5 separate regions of the Sus scrofa genome follow, and regions 2, 3, 4 and 5 are each linked to region 1. A link is a contact called in public HiChIP or PLAC-seq data. All regions are on one chromosome and are shown on one strand. The core of a region is the stretch at or near the end of the contact, and the rest is flanking DNA. Distances in the headings are between cores, read along the strand shown.

Region 1 (2,700 bases), core at 193-2,692:
TAAACATTACACAGGACGAAAACAATTGAACCAATTTGTCCTTTGTTCTTTTTATTGCATTCTTACATTAAAACTGTTTAAAAAGAAACTCAAAAAGCATTAAATCTGGTACCAAGCTCTACAAAGTCCTCCCAGGAGCCCGGTTTGCACAGAAAGTGAGTTTCCGCCGCCGCCAGGCTCCAGTGAAGCCCCCCCCCCCCCCCGCCCAGCCCGGCGCCACCCGCCCCGGGGACGCTTGTGCTCAGTCCCGGGGACGCGACACCAAAGGAAAGGCCGCCGCGCCAAGCCCTCAGCTCGCCCCGAGTTCTCCCTCCGGGCAGGAGGATCCGGACCCAAGTTTGCCAAGTTTTCCGACAGGCCCGGCTGAGCAAATGCCGCTGCGTCCGGCCGCCTTTTCGCTCCAGCTGCAGGCCCGGCCCGTGGGAAGTTTGTTCGCGGTGGGGTGGGGGGGGGGGGCGTTATCCCGGCCTTCAAAGAAAAGTCCCGGTAGGCGGTGCACCACCAGCCGGGCCGCACCCCCGTGGGGAAGACAACACGGGGGCCTCCGAGCCCCAAGGCACAAAGAAAGCGCTCTAGAGGATGGCGAATGACCTTGGAAACGCGGGACCATTTTAGGGTTGCAGTCCCCCAGCTGCCCTCCCTTTCCGCGCCGCTCTTTCTCTCCCGACGCCGCCCCGGCCCACCCGCCGCTTCCCCAGCGGTGCCTTTTTCAGCTTTTTCTTTAAGAGAGTTGTGTGCGCTGGGCCCAGGAGGGGCCGCGCTGGCCGCGGGGCCCAGCCCTTCCCGCCGCGCCCGGGGCCGCCCTTCCCGCCGGAGCTGGCTGATTGATGGCCCCGGCCGGCCCGGGTCTCCCGCCTCGGCTCGCCCGCGAGCCCGCCTGTGTGTTTTGGAAGCGGCGCAGCGGGCTGCAGCCCTGTGACGCCCGGAGCGGCCAGTGCCGCCCTTCCTTCCCCCCGGGCTCGGGCGGCGGCGCGGCGGCGGGTCCAGGCCGGGCGGGGCCGCGGGCTCCGGGGCGGAGGGCGACGGGAGGGGGTGCGGGCGGGGACTCCCAGGCGGGGGCTCCGGGGCGGGGGGCGGGGGCTCTGGGGCGGGGGCCGCGCCGCGTACGCCCAGCCCCACGGCCGCGCCGCGCCTCGCGGGACAGGTTGGGCCGGCGGGGCGGCGCCCGGCTCCGGGGAATAATGAGTGTCTGTCAGGCCGTCCCCGGGTGACTGGGCGGGGCGGGGCGGAGGCGGCGCAGGAGGAGGGGGTGGCGGGGGAAGGGCGCAGGGCGGGGTGCGTGTTTGCGCGAGTGACTCCGCCGACCCCTCCGGCGGCTGCCTCCACCCAAGTGGGTGGGGACCCGCCCAGCCCGGGCGGCCGCAGCGGCTCCCTCTCCCCTCCCTGACCCTCCCACCCCGGGTCCCAGCCTCTACTTACCCCGCCAGCCCCGGGAGGCTCGCAGAGCGAGCGGCGCCGGCGTCATGTGACTGCCCGGAGTTGGTGCCAGGAGCCAGAGGGGAGCCAGGAGCGGAGCCGCGCGGAGCCGGGGCCCGAGCCGGAGCGCAGCGCGAGCGCCCGCCGAGCTGTGCCGCGCCCGCCGCACGCGCGCCAGTCCCCGTCCCGGTCCCCTGCGGCCGCCAGAGCCAACGCCGCCAGGACTGGAGCGCTGACACCACTGCATCCGCGGGGCTCCAGGGAGCCCAGGTCTGGGCCTTTATTTCTCGCCTGCAGCGCTCAGCACCGCGCCTCGAAAAGTAAGTCCCCTCTCCCTCACCTTTCCTTCTCGCCCCGACTCCCGCTGCCCCTGTTTTCGGCTCGTCTGGTTTCCTTTTTTTGGGGGGAGGGGGGCGCGGTGAATGGGCTGGGGGTGCAGCGCGGAGGTGGGGGCTCCCGTGGGCTTGGGAAAGTGCAACAGCTCCTCGCAGCCGGGGGTGGGGTAGAGGAGGCGAGGCGGAGGGGCCCCCGGTGAAGCAGTGGAAAGTGTGGGATTGAGGAGAGCCACCGTGCGGATCGGCGGGTGCGGGGAGCGAGGCCGGTGGCGCCCGCCGCGGCCCCGGATAGGGCGCGGGCGGGGGCTCACCTGTGTGGTCCCCCGACCGCCGCCCGCGCGCTCTCTCGCGATTCCCTCCTAAGCCCCAGAAATCTCAGTGCTCTCCGCGTGTGGCAACGTTGTTTGGAAAAAGGTAGCACAGAGGCCGCGCGCTCCTGCTCCTCCCCCTTCTCCCCCATCTGGTCCCCCCCCCACCGCGCGCCCTCCCCCTCCCCGCCCTCCGCCTGCGCCCCCCGCCGCCCCCCTCTGCCGACGGGGCGCGCTGCCGCTCACCAGCGGCGGGAGCAAACTTGGAGCAGGCCCTCTGGGAAGAAACTTGGGGCGATTGAGAGTGGAGGCAGCATCGCATTCTCGGTCCTGGAGCCCGGGAGCTGCCAGGGCGTCTGGATCCCCGGGGGCAGGAGAAAGAGCTGGCCAGGTTTGGAGAGACCTCCTCCGGGGCACGGAGAGAACCTGCCGCAGTGTCTGGAGCGAGGATTGCAGCGTGGCTGGAGGCGGAGAACGCCTTAGGCAACTGCCTGCAGCGTTAGGGACCCGATCCGGTGGGGACCGAGGGACGGACCTCTGGACCCGAACCTTTGGGACCTAGCCTTTCTCGGAAGGGCTTTCTTGGAGATGGCAGACAATACCTGGAATTGTCATAACGACTTCTTTGGCAGATAAAAGGG
Region 2 (2,895 bases), core at 273-2,772, 500 kb before region 1:
AAGCCTGGTGCTGAGGGTTGATGGTAACCCAGAGATTGAATTTTAACCTCTGCTGCTTGCTAGGAAGGCTGGGGAGGGGCTGAGGGCTTGGGTACTGGAGATTCTGGAGTGTAAATCCTTGCTTACAGCATCCGTAGGGCCCATCTAACTCTGGAGGCTGTACCCGTAAGCCTGCAGGGTTTAAGTCCGAAGTAGAGGATCTTGAGTTGTCACCCTTGAACTTGAAATCTGTAGGTACTGGGGAGCTAGTGAGGTTTATAAAGCAAGGAAATGGTAAGTAGTCTGGAAATAGCCTCAGGATAGACTCTGTAGGCATATCTGAACTTGAAGCAGTCTCAGAATCAGGGCAGGACCAGGGCGAGGCAGGCAGCCAGGCAGGCATCCTGAGTGCACAATTTAAGGAGGCACTCACTTTTAGGGCCCTGCGTGTATGGGCCCTGTGCTTCATGGCCCTGAGGATGAATGCCTCCTTAAATTTGCCTGCAGGCTGGCCTGCTTCCTCCTCCCCCAATCTTGGCCTCAGGTCTCGCACTGCTACCCTGCTCCCTGGACAGCACTGCTGGGAGGTTAGAGCAGCTCTCATGAGGAGTCCTTGGCAGGAAGCTTTTGTTTTGTTTTAAAAACAGCTTTATTGAGCTATAATTCATGTATTATACAGTTTACCCATTTAAATTATACAGTGTATTTTTCTTTATTTACAGGGTTTTGGAACCATCACTGTAATCTAATTTTTAAAATCTTTTTGTCCCCCAGAAAGAAACCCATAGTTGTCACTTCCCAAAACTCCCTCCCCTCCCCCCAACCCTAGACAACCACTAATCATCTTCCTGTCTCTATAGATTTGCCTGTTCTGGATATTTTGTATAAATAATATGTGGTTCTGTATGTGTGGCTTTTTTCACTTAGAATATTTTCAAGGTTCGTCATGTGTAGTGTGTATCAGTGCTTCATTTCTTTTTATAGTCAATTAACACTGCAGTGTATAGATAGACTTCAGATACACTTGTTTGCCCGTCGATGGGCATTTGGGTTTTTCTCCCTCTGGGCTCTCATGAATAGTGCTTCTCTGCACTTTCTCTGCCTGTGTGCACATTTTTGTGTGGTCATATGCTGAGAAAGGGTCTTAAGAGTGTTGTGGAACCTCCTTCTCCAGGGGCCTTGACCATGAGGGTGGTTAGGCCAGTGGGAATGGTTGAGCTCCCCTGCTGGCCGGCCTTGTTTGCTATCTGCTCCAGGCTGCGGGGGGGTCTGGGGGGGGTACAGGGGACACTGATGTTGCCCCCAGAAGTACCCAGGAAGGCGAGGGTAGGGATCCTCCATCAGGGCTCCCACAGCGGCCTCATTCCCGAGGGCAGTAGTCACAGGGCTACAGGGTAGTGACATTGGCCCAGGGCTGCATTTCTTTCAGCTGCCCTCTGACTGCCTGCCCAGAATCCCTTGGAGAACTTGTGGAAACAAGTTAGCTGTTCCTCACCCCTAAAGTGTCTGATTCTGGAGCCAGAATACTTGGTGGCGCCTGAGCATTTGCAGTGCTTACAAGAGCCTGATGCTGACACTGCAGGCTTGGGGGCCGCACTGTGAGGTCCTCTGAATTTCTCAAGCTGCAGCAGCTAATAGGCAAGGAAGGGTACATCCCATCCTGATTTAAACTCCAGCCAAAGAAGCCCTGAGTGGTTGTTAATAAAATAAAGAGATTGAAAATTAGAAATGTGTTCTTTGGCAGATGATGAAACAACAAACAAATCCTATCTTCTTTGCAATAAAACTATTAATAATAGCCATTGTAATTATCCTTATCACATATTAGGCAGTTAGTGTTGGCGCCTTCACACAGTCAGATGGTAATTCTCACGTGGGCTCTGCGCAGCCGTTACTATGCCCTGGCCTTTCACAGAGGAGGCCAGAAATATTGAAAGACCTGCAACTCAAATCAGGTCAGTTCTGCCCCAGAACCAGTCTCTTAATCACAGTCATGAGCTGTTGACAGTTTTAGGAATAAAGTATCAGGAGTTTTGACTGCTTTACTCAAGTTAGTGTTTGTGTGGTGAGAAGCTGCGGTGGAGTAAAAGAACAATTCTTATGTTGGCAGTATTCTAGAATTACATGCTAATTCTTGCTCATACACATTTGGGGCATTATTTACTGGTAATTCTCATTTTTAAAAAACAGAATTAGAAACTTCCTGGATGAGTGGTTTCTGCTAATTTCATCTATTTAAGTGAAAGAAAACACTGTACCTCCTGGAGGGGGCAAGGCCGGGCGTTCCCACTGGACTTGAGCTAGTGGCCCCAGAATTTCAGCTGCTAGCACACTCTTGGTTTTGTAAAATCCAGAGATAAAGCCAAGGGATGCGTTACACTGCTTTCTAAATGGATTTTTTTCCCCAAGTAAATTTGCTTTGTCATTGTCCTATAAATGAAAATATTTGCAGAATGAGTGCTAACAAGATTTTAAACACCTACCAAAGTAGGAATGCTATAATTATGATCTTATATTATTCTGAAAATAACTTGCAGTCCCAATCCATGCATTTTATACTTGGGAGAATAATGGGTTTTCCACAGAAAGTTGAAGACTTGTGCTCATTTCCTGTCCAGGTGTGTTAGCTTGAGAATTTTCGGTTGAGGACAGTCTTAGTGATGAGAGGTTATAGTCTCACCTCTTTGATTTTTTTTTGTTTGTTTGTTTGTTTGTTTGTTTTGGTTTTTTGCAGCATCTTCCCCAGACAGTTACTGAAGGGAAGTTTTTCTTTTTCCTATTGGCAGCAGCCTTGTCTCTTGCAAAGACTTGTGTTGGGGGTGGGGTGTGGGAACACTTGGCCTTTTCTGTCCTGCAAGACTTTTAAGTGTGGGACTTAGATTAGAGGGCGTAGGCAGGGATACCTGCCTTAACAAA
Region 3 (2,846 bases), core at 242-2,741, 260 kb before region 1:
CTGCAGCTCCGATTTGAGCCCTAGCCTGGGAACCTCCATATGCTGTGGGTACAGCCCTAAAAAGCAAAAACAAACAAACAAACAAAAAAGCTACTGTGCAGACACCTCTGCCTTTGTGCTATTCCAGGGGAAACCTCCACTCACTGTGAACACGTTTAAAAGATATAATCAGGGGAGCCAAGATGGAAATGGGCAAAATGGTAAGTTAATGGCAATCACGTTTTTTGAATTTTCATATTTCTTAGGGTTTCTCCTGAAATAGAGTGATAGCTATGAATCTCCGATGTAAAATGGTACCTGCGTGTTGACTTGGTATATTACAAGGAACTTGAGTGATCTTCTGAAATAGTTCTCATTTCTCATGGCCCAGCAAGAGTTTTACTTTACATTTGCCAACACTCTAGTGGAAATATTCAGTTGTGCATTCACCCCACATGGAGTTCCCTCTATGGGCTGGGCTTAGGACACCAAGGTGAGGACCCACCCTTGAGGAACTCAATCTGGGAAGCAAGACCTTACGTCCTGTTGGATGTGGGTTTTCATCTGGAAGTGACAAGAAGAGTGTTCTGAGAGCACGGAGGAAGAAAGACTTAATTCCATCTGGACGAGTTGGTACTTGCAGGAGTTAAGAGCCCAGGTGCTGGGTACAGGCTGCTACGATTGAATCCTGGCTTCATCGTTTTCTAGCTGTGTGACGGGGGCAAGTTTCTAAACCTACCCAAGCCCTGGTTTCAACATCTCTGTAAGGTGGGAAGAATAATGAGACCCACATCATGGATATTTTTTTTTCCCCTGTGGTTGTCAATGGGATGTACCAGCGCAAGCACTCGGTGTGTGTTGCTGAGGATCGCGGGGATGGCGGTGGGGGAGGTGGAGTGAAGATGAGGGCGAGGGGATGGAGAAGGCATCACAGATTCTACAGGGTCAGGAGTTCAGTGGGCAAAGGAGGAAAATGTGGAAGACGGAAGGACATTCCAGCTGGGGCCCTGTGTTGTGTTTTATAACAAGCCCCTGGGTGATTCTGATGCACAGTGATGGTCAAGGTCCACTGAGGCTTTTACGCAAGCGAACAACAAGCTTGGATTTTCATTTTTGGAGAGAACACATCAGTGGCTGTCGGAAGGATGGTGATGAGTCTTGAGCTCAGGGCATCGTGGGGGGAATATGCAGACAGGGAATGATGTCTGTAACAGCAGGGACACGAAGGGAGTGGGTGCCTGGAAGACATTAAAGCCTGGAGGGGACCAGATTGAAGGGTGGGGAAGAGGAGGAGGCAGGCCGAGTCCGGGGGATAGTGGACACAGGGCTTTAATGCCAGTGACTAAATGGTGCCTCTGCCGTCTTGCTGAGACCGCTCATTTGTCCCTCCCTCTGCCTCCTTCATCACTGCCAAAGTGACTGACAGCACAGATTGGCATCCTTGCAGGAGGTCTGGTTCTCCTCTGGAATGCACTGCTCTCTCCAGCCACAGCCGTCACCTCCCCCGTCGCCCCCCACGGTCCAGGGACTCATTCCACCAGCCGCGGTTACTGCCACATAGGCTGATGAGTCACTCTCCCAGAACAGCTGGTGGCCAACATACTTCTCTTGTCCACGGTTGGGGAGCACTTCCAGGCCCTGCCCCGAACCCTCCCCCACACCAAACCCTTTGGTGTGAGCTCCCTTGGCCAAGCCAGCCACCCACATCTCTGGGATGGGAGGGTCTCTGGTCCAAAATTATACTCCAATTACTGCCCTGTCTATATTTTAAGCGAGATGATTAACTCATTAGTGCTTTATTATTGCCACATCTAAGGTAGAGCGACTGTAGGAGTGAAGACAGTAGTGCTGCCGTTTTGGTAGAAATGCGGATTCCTGAGTCCTGCCATAGACCTCCTGAACCACTGGGGGGTCGGGGGGTGAGGTTAGAAACCAGGGAATTTATATTTTTAATGAGCAGCCCTGATGAGTCTTCAATTACCTAAAAAGCGATAGTGGTGGCCCTGGAATTTCTTTTGTACTATTTCCTACCCACTCTGCAGCTGGAATGACCTTACACTCTTGGGGGCCCTTCTAGCTTGCTTGGAGAAAGCTAGGGCCTCCTGTCCAGGGGGACACCCATCGCAAAGCTACCAGCTCAGCCCTATTGTTGCCCTGTTCCTTTTCTTGATCCATTAGAGGCAGCCTGCAAATTATGCACATGCACAGGCAGCAAGTCCAACATATCTGCTTAAAAAAACCAGGCATTCTCATATTTGAAATAACAGTGTTGGCTTACATTGCAATAGTCCTCTTTCAGAAGATAAATTTGCTGTACTCCCAGATTTCAAAGAGTCGTGTGGACTTATCACCCATAAGATGTTTATAAAATTATTTTCCTTGGTCGGAGTAATGAATTGCTCCTAAATGAAGTCCCCTCTCACCTTTCCCTCCAACCCCTTTCCCCCATGACTCATCAAGGCCAAGTTCAGCCAAGCGATCTGTGCCACCAGACCTCAGCTGGATACCATCCATGCACAGCTAACTGAGCCCCTGATGACATCACAGGAAGGCACCATGGTCAACGTGCTTTGAAAGAGGAGTGACAGGCATGTAGGTTCAAAAAGGATTCCAAAAAAGAAATTCGTTAGAGGGCTCTGGGTAATTGGTTTGGTTTCCTAGTTGAGCAAGTTTCCCAGAGGTGAGTGTTCACTGGGTTGAGAGCTGAGGGGATAGAAGGAGGAAAAGGCATGAGCCACACCCTTGCAGAGCCTAAGGTAAGGCTGGCAAGACGAGACATGCACTCCAAAATTCAACCCCAATACAAGGCAGTAAATGTTAACGAGTGATTGGACCTCAAATGCTGGCGCCTTTCAGAGGAGCGGGCG
Region 4 (2,700 bases), core at 127-2,626, 430 kb before region 1:
AGTGTCATGTTAAAAAAAGTCAACACAGAATCGTCTTTGGTTTTGTAGAAGTGAAACTTTGCATTGTGTCAGGTCTTTTGCTGCCATCTTTAGAAGTGATCAGAAAGATTAGGGAACTCTAAGAGTTATGATATGGCGCAGACATAACAGTCATTGTTTGGACATTTTGAAATTGCTAGTAAAAGATAAAAAGAATGTTCTTAGTATCTAGACTCCATAGACAACTGCCTTCATGTCTCTAAAGTGAATAATCAGCTGTTTTGGTTGTAAACCCTTATTTGCAAAGCGTTTGAATTTATACCACTATGTGTATACTTAAAACTTCACACATGACTAAATTTTCAGATAGAAGTTTTAAATGAGGTGAAACAAAATTGTTTAAAAATACTGATTAAAAAGTTGCTACCCAGTGTTTTTAAGGAGAACAAGGAACATTTCATTGCTTTAAATATTATTTTAAGACTGAGATAATAATTCAAATGTCAAGTTTCCAAACTCAGGCTAGTTTGATGGTTGGTTTGAATGCACTGTCATGGCTTTAAAAAGGATGGCTTGGAGTTCCCATCATGGCTCAGTGGAAACGAATCTGACTAGCATCCATGAAGACGCAGGTTCGATCCCTGGCCTCACTCAGTGCATTAAGGCTCTGGCGTTGTGGTGCAGGTTGCAGACGCAGCTTGGATCTGGCATTGCTGTGGCTGTGGTGTAGGCCATAGGCTACAGCTCCAGTTTGATCCCTAGCCTAGGAACCTGCATATGCCACAGGTGTGGCTCTAAAAAGAAAAAAGAAAAAAAAAAAAAAAAAAGGATGGTTTCCAACCACTAAACAGGAGGAGGGGTGCTGTTGGTCACATTAAGTCATGATGCTCATTAATTCTGTATTCACCAGTTGAGCAAAGGTTTTTGTTGAAATCTGGCTAGCAAATTCCCATCTTCAAGAGTAGACTAATGTAAGCTAATCAAAATGTGTTAGAGTTTTATGTTTTTAATCAAGGACTTCAAAAGCACTCAAACGCTTCATTTGGGAAGCTTTGAATGGGTAATAAAAGCATTTCCAAGATTGTTTGAGTAACACATTCACCTCATTTCCAGCTAAGACGTGACTGAAACACGACAGTGGCCACACTCCCACCATCCTTTTGTGAAAAGCCCTTTTGTAGCACATTCTCAGTAGTCTTTCCCTGGGCTCCCCCCTCGGAGCCCTGGGCTCTGGGGCAGGGGTGGAGGAGGCCCTGTGGTTGCCTGCTCACTGCCCGTGCCTGTTGTGGACACACCGCCCTCCCGCCCTTTCCTGCTGTCCTTGAGGAGTCTGAGAAGCGCTGGGCGGGGCTGGGCAGGGCAGGAGAGGAGCTGAAATGAGTGTTAAAAATAGCCCCAGTGAGTCAGGGCACTTGCTACTGCAGGCCCGCCTTCCAGAACCCCGGCTCAGCCTGCACAGCCCTGGGTGCGGGGGTGGGGGTGGGGGGCAGCTTGTCTCATTCTTTCTCCCAGTCAGATTCTCGTCCGCTCTTCCTACTTTCCCGGCTACACCTTCCTGCTGCTGTTTCTTCCTTATTCTGTATTTGGATCCATGTTTTGGGCATCTTCTTCCTGCTCTTCCAGACAGCTCTTCTTTCGAACCCCCAACCGTGCTGCGTGTGTCTTCCAGCTGTAGGAAAAGAGCTGACTGCTCTTCCACTGTGGCTTTGGTTTTTAGTGCCCTGCTGGGTGGCACCCTGAGGTGCCGCTTTGGGAATCTACAGGGGGTGGTTGATGGTGGTGGGGCACTGATCTATTTAATGACTTCCAAGTTCTGCCCACCTCAGCCCTTCTGCACTTTCCACCAAGGCTTTTAGGATCTCTTGCCTTCCTTTGAGGTACAGGGCCATCAACTTTACTCCTAAATATCATATGTTCAAATCCTCCATCGTCTTGGTTATTAGAAAGGAGAAAGTGAGCTTTTCCACTCAGGATCCCTCTCTTTTCCCCCATGTGCTTCTGTGATCACTCCTCATGTCACGACAGCCCCTGTCTTCCCATGATGGAGAGTTGGGCCCACCTGCCCATCGGGGCCCACTCCACAGTCACTGTCGGCCCCCTGCCTGACGGTTCTCCCTCTTTCCGGCAGGTGGTTGTGGTGCTCCATTAGGAACCAGCTGCTGGGCTGGAGGCTGGGACTGCAGGGTCAATGCCTGCTGGCAGAGGACACAGGTAACTGAAATAAGTAAGCAAAAGTCATCATGGGGCGAGGGCTGCCTGCAAAGAGTGGCCAGAGAAGGCTCAGCCGGTGCTCCAGGTGAGATCAAAGAAAAGCAACCAGCCAAGGGGGAGTTGGGCGGCTTAATTTTAGAAGATGGAAGCCTGCCTTCCAAATGGTCATAATTCTGTATCCTAAGCATGAATCTTGTCCCAAGAGTGCTCTCTTCAAAAACTGCCATGCACCTAATGCCGTGTCCTTTTCAGATGGCAAGAAGATCCTAACCTCCTTCAAGACAAAACTCCCATTAATGTGTAGTCTCATAAAAGATAAACTGTTGGCCTCATCACTGGCTGTTCGCACTCACACAAGGGAATCTGCTCTTCCTGACTTGGTCTCAAGCTCCCAGGAGGGCGGGGTGGGTGACATGGGCATGGTGATGTGGTGACCTTGTTGTTTCTGTTTACACTAACCTCACCTGCAGACCTGACAGGCCGCCTGTGGACACAGCCACGTCGACTGCA
Region 5 (2,700 bases), core at 84-2,583, 400 kb before region 1:
CTAAACACAGTGACTGTGTGCCAGGTGCTGGGGCTTGGAAAGGCATAAGGCTGGGTTCCTGCCCTCCTGGGCTCACGATCTTGTGGACGGATAGATCAATATGGAGACCAATCTAGAAAAGTCATCTATGGGGTAAAACAGGAGTGTGTAAGGGGCCCAGCCCTGCCTGGGACGGGGAGAAAGCTGGTCTTGAAAGACCGGTAAAGGATGCCAAGAGGGTGGAAGGCTGCTTCTGAGAAAGCGCTTGCAAAAGAGCTTTGCCTGAGAACAATGGCGAGGTTGACAGTTTCAGCAGGGAGTGAAAGTTTAAGAAGGCAACGTGGACTAGCCCGTTCAACGTCCAGCTGAGATTCCAGTTATCAACTGAGAAAATGTTCTTCCTCCGAACTCTGAGAGACACTTGGATCCTTGTATCAGGGTCGCCTAACACTGTTTATAGACCACAGGTCAGGCAGTGGACATTGTCTTACAGGGCAGACACGGAAAGACATTTCTCGGTGCTATTTCCTGCATAGACCCTTGATAAAGCCCGACGATTTTAAAAGACCGCTCTGAGTCTTACCCTTTATGGGGTTGAGGCTCCTTGGGGAGTGGAAGGGGAGTGATAAACCATCTCCCAGAAAATGCGCATAATGTTCCATTAAATTTCAGGGGTTTCCAGAACCATTCCCCCTCTATCCTCAAGCCCACCCATGCACTCCAGGTAAAGAACTCTCCATCAGACCCCAGGCTGTGTGGGGGGCAGGGGACTGGAATGACTCAGTATAGACACAGGGCTGCAAGGTGACCAGGCCTGTTGTGGGCATTTAGCTTATTTACAGACAGAGCTTTGAAAGGAAACCGAATCTTTGCAGAAGGCTTCAGCAGGGCCAATACTTGGGTGAGGCAAATGAGGTCTTTGCAGTGGGTAAATAAATATAAGGGAGAGGGTGCCAACAAACTCAGTAATCAAGATAAGTAGTTTCAATGCACTTTTAAAAAGTCAAGATAAACACAACCATCCATAATGAATAAAATTTCGCAATTTTCCATAAAGACACACGCAGTCCTATACTTGCGTGGCCCTGCCTCACTCGCTGCACCTTTATCCCAGCCCTGAGCTTTGGAGCCAAGAAATGCACACCCTCAAAGTCCCAAGCTTGTATTTGAGCAAGACTTTGAGTTTCAGTAAGGTGGTTGCTGGACACTGTGGACTTATTCCTTGTAGTTGCCCTGGAACGGTCCAGGATGTGCGAACAAGAGCAGAACGTGCCTCGCTGCTAAGCTCCCCACCCTCCCCATCCCTGCCTACCCATCTTGGCCCAAGGAATAGGTGTTGGCAGTGACCCAAACATTCCAGCAGGTGGCACTCTTGCTCCAACCAGGTTCCCCTGAAAAGGAGCGTCTTAACCAAACCATAGAGATTTAAACTAGTGGCGAAAGTGTTGCCAATTGCTTTCTGAAAGGCCAGAAGAATCCGCAGCAGGGATTGGGGTAAACAGAGATGCCCTATGAAGAGGTTTGGAGGGATTGTCTGGAGAGCCTGGAGCAGGGCGGAGCCTGATTACAATAGGTTGTTCTGCTCTTTAGCAGGTGAGAAAAATGAGCATTTTAAACCTTCTTTTGTTCTCAGGTGGCAATACCAACACATGTGACAGGGAGAGTGCAGTGGGATTAATGGTTTTCTGTGAAGCACAGACTGGTGGGAAGGGTGCCCTCACTTACCTGCAGTGCTGGCTCCACCACTTTCTACCTGTGACCTTGGACTTTGCAAGCCTGAGATTTTTCATCTTTAAATGGGACTTATTGCAGCTGCCCCCCCGGAGGGTTGTTGGAGGATTAAAGAAACCGAGGGCCAGAAGGCTCTTTGCATGGTGCCTGGCACCAAGTTCATGTTCAGGTAACACAGGGGAGCTGCTGTGATGGACTTCTGGGCTGAGCATCCTGGTTTTGTGGCCTGCCTTGGCCATTACATTAATTAAGGAGCTGACCTCAGAGTGACCCAGAGAAATAACTTGATAATGAACCATGGTTTCAGCAGAATCAACCAGAAGAATTTCCCACCTGGATCGAGTTTCACAGGTGTGATTTTTGAACCAGGAAATCAAGCTGGGCTCCCCAGCAGAACTGTCTCACCCTCAGGACTTGGGAGACATCTGACCACCAGGTGACTGGCCCCCCTTAAGCTGTGCACTGTTGCAGAAAGTATCCACTTACACCGAGGAGTATCAGAGCCTGTCCACCCACCCAGTCTGTCTGACTTGCAGTGCTGGAATCCTGAGCTCACCAAGATGCCCCCAAATGAACTGTTCTCCAATGAGAATGACATGGGTAACGCTTCCTGTGGATCGAGGCTTACTTTATGGCAGTTACTTGAATAAACACTTACATACACGCATTCATTTATACCTTGAAAACGTTGGGAGAGGTAAATCGAACCCGTTTTATAGACAAGTAAATTTAGCTTTAGGGAAATTTAGTACTGTCCCCTTCAATCAGTAATTGGTATACACTTAGGTCTGACTTCTAAATCAGTCAATTTATTTATCTATCATCTATTTATGTGATATGTTCATGCAAACTATTCTGAGCTATTAATAAAGGCATGTTCCTTCGAAACCTCTAGGGTCTAAACAAACATTTTTTAGCCTCAGTTGAGGCATCTTTCTTTCTCCCTCCCTCCCTCCCCCGCTCTTTTCTTCCTTTCTTTCCTCCTCCTTC

Evidence for each region. HiChIP or PLAC-seq counts read pairs in DNA pulled down with a chosen protein or histone mark.
Region 2: an H3K27ac HiChIP or PLAC-seq map of skeletal muscle shows a contact between it and region 1. The contact joins the enhancer-like site here to the promoter of KLF3 in region 1. A contact is called at or near these places in 3 of 5 promoter capture datasets (fetal liver, fetal skeletal muscle and liver), 11 of 47 Hi-C or Micro-C datasets (adipocytes, alveolar macrophages, embryonic fibroblasts and 6 more) and 2 of 2 datasets of contacts at active chromatin or transcription factors (alveolar macrophages and skeletal muscle).
Region 3: an H3K27ac HiChIP or PLAC-seq map of skeletal muscle shows a contact between it and region 1. The contact joins the enhancer-like site here to the promoter of KLF3 in region 1. A contact is called at or near these places in 5 of 5 promoter capture datasets (fetal liver, fetal skeletal muscle, liver and 1 more), 33 of 47 Hi-C or Micro-C datasets (adipocytes, alveolar macrophages, blood and 15 more) and 2 of 2 datasets of contacts at active chromatin or transcription factors (alveolar macrophages and skeletal muscle).
Region 4: a contact with region 1 is called in an H3K27ac HiChIP or PLAC-seq map of alveolar macrophages. The contact joins the enhancer-like site here to the promoter of KLF3 in region 1. A contact is called at or near these places in 3 of 5 promoter capture datasets (fetal liver and liver), 3 of 47 Hi-C or Micro-C datasets (embryonic fibroblasts, fibroblasts and liver) and 2 of 2 datasets of contacts at active chromatin or transcription factors (alveolar macrophages and skeletal muscle).
Region 5: an H3K27ac HiChIP or PLAC-seq map of alveolar macrophages shows a contact between it and region 1. The contact joins the enhancer-like site here to the promoter of KLF3 in region 1. A contact is called at or near these places in 3 of 5 promoter capture datasets (fetal skeletal muscle, liver and skeletal muscle), 21 of 47 Hi-C or Micro-C datasets (adipocytes, alveolar macrophages, brain and 13 more) and 2 of 2 datasets of contacts at active chromatin or transcription factors (alveolar macrophages and skeletal muscle).

What each region holds. Positions count from the first base shown.
Region 1 is chr8:30,023,536-30,026,235 of Sscrofa11.1, forward strand. It overlaps KLF3 (Kruppel like factor 3), which reads left to right and starts at 1,443. Exons shown (of 6, transcript NM_001134352.2): 1 at 1,443-1,736. LOC100510918 (a long non-coding RNA gene) reads right to left here and starts at 1,894. Exons shown (of 3, transcript NR_045041.1): 1 at 1,420-1,894.
Region 2 is chr8:29,522,974-29,525,868 of Sscrofa11.1, forward strand. All of the region lies in intron 14 of TBC1D1 (TBC1 domain family member 1), which reads left to right. Among named protein-coding and RNA genes, the nearest start is that of MIR9840, 25 kb to the right of the region's middle. Within about 2 kb of position 1,523, at least 49 of the 83 cell types and tissues checked have an H3K27ac peak or open chromatin away from gene starts, as enhancers often do. A contact at or near this core is called in alveolar macrophages, fetal liver, fetal skeletal muscle and 3 more, where this site is marked.
Region 3 is chr8:29,758,695-29,761,540 of Sscrofa11.1, forward strand. LOC106504622 (a long non-coding RNA gene) reads left to right here. Exons shown (of 3, transcript XR_002346602.1): 2 at 128-200. Among named protein-coding and RNA genes, the nearest start is that of MIR9840, 210 kb to the left of the region's middle. Within about 2 kb of position 1,492, at least 17 of the 83 cell types and tissues checked have an H3K27ac peak or open chromatin away from gene starts, as enhancers often do. A contact at or near this core is called in alveolar macrophages, omental adipose tissue and skeletal muscle, where this site is marked.
Region 4 is chr8:29,592,470-29,595,169 of Sscrofa11.1, forward strand. No RefSeq gene overlaps it. Among named protein-coding and RNA genes, the nearest start is that of MIR9840, 45 kb to the left of the region's middle. Within about 2 kb of position 1,377, at least 28 of the 83 cell types and tissues checked have an H3K27ac peak or open chromatin away from gene starts, as enhancers often do. A contact at or near this core is called in alveolar macrophages, fetal liver and skeletal muscle, where this site is marked.
Region 5 is chr8:29,627,533-29,630,232 of Sscrofa11.1, forward strand. No RefSeq gene overlaps it. Among named protein-coding and RNA genes, the nearest start is that of MIR9840, 80 kb to the left of the region's middle. Within about 2 kb of position 1,334, at least 8 of the 83 cell types and tissues checked have an H3K27ac peak or open chromatin away from gene starts, as enhancers often do. A contact at or near this core is called in alveolar macrophages, where this site is marked.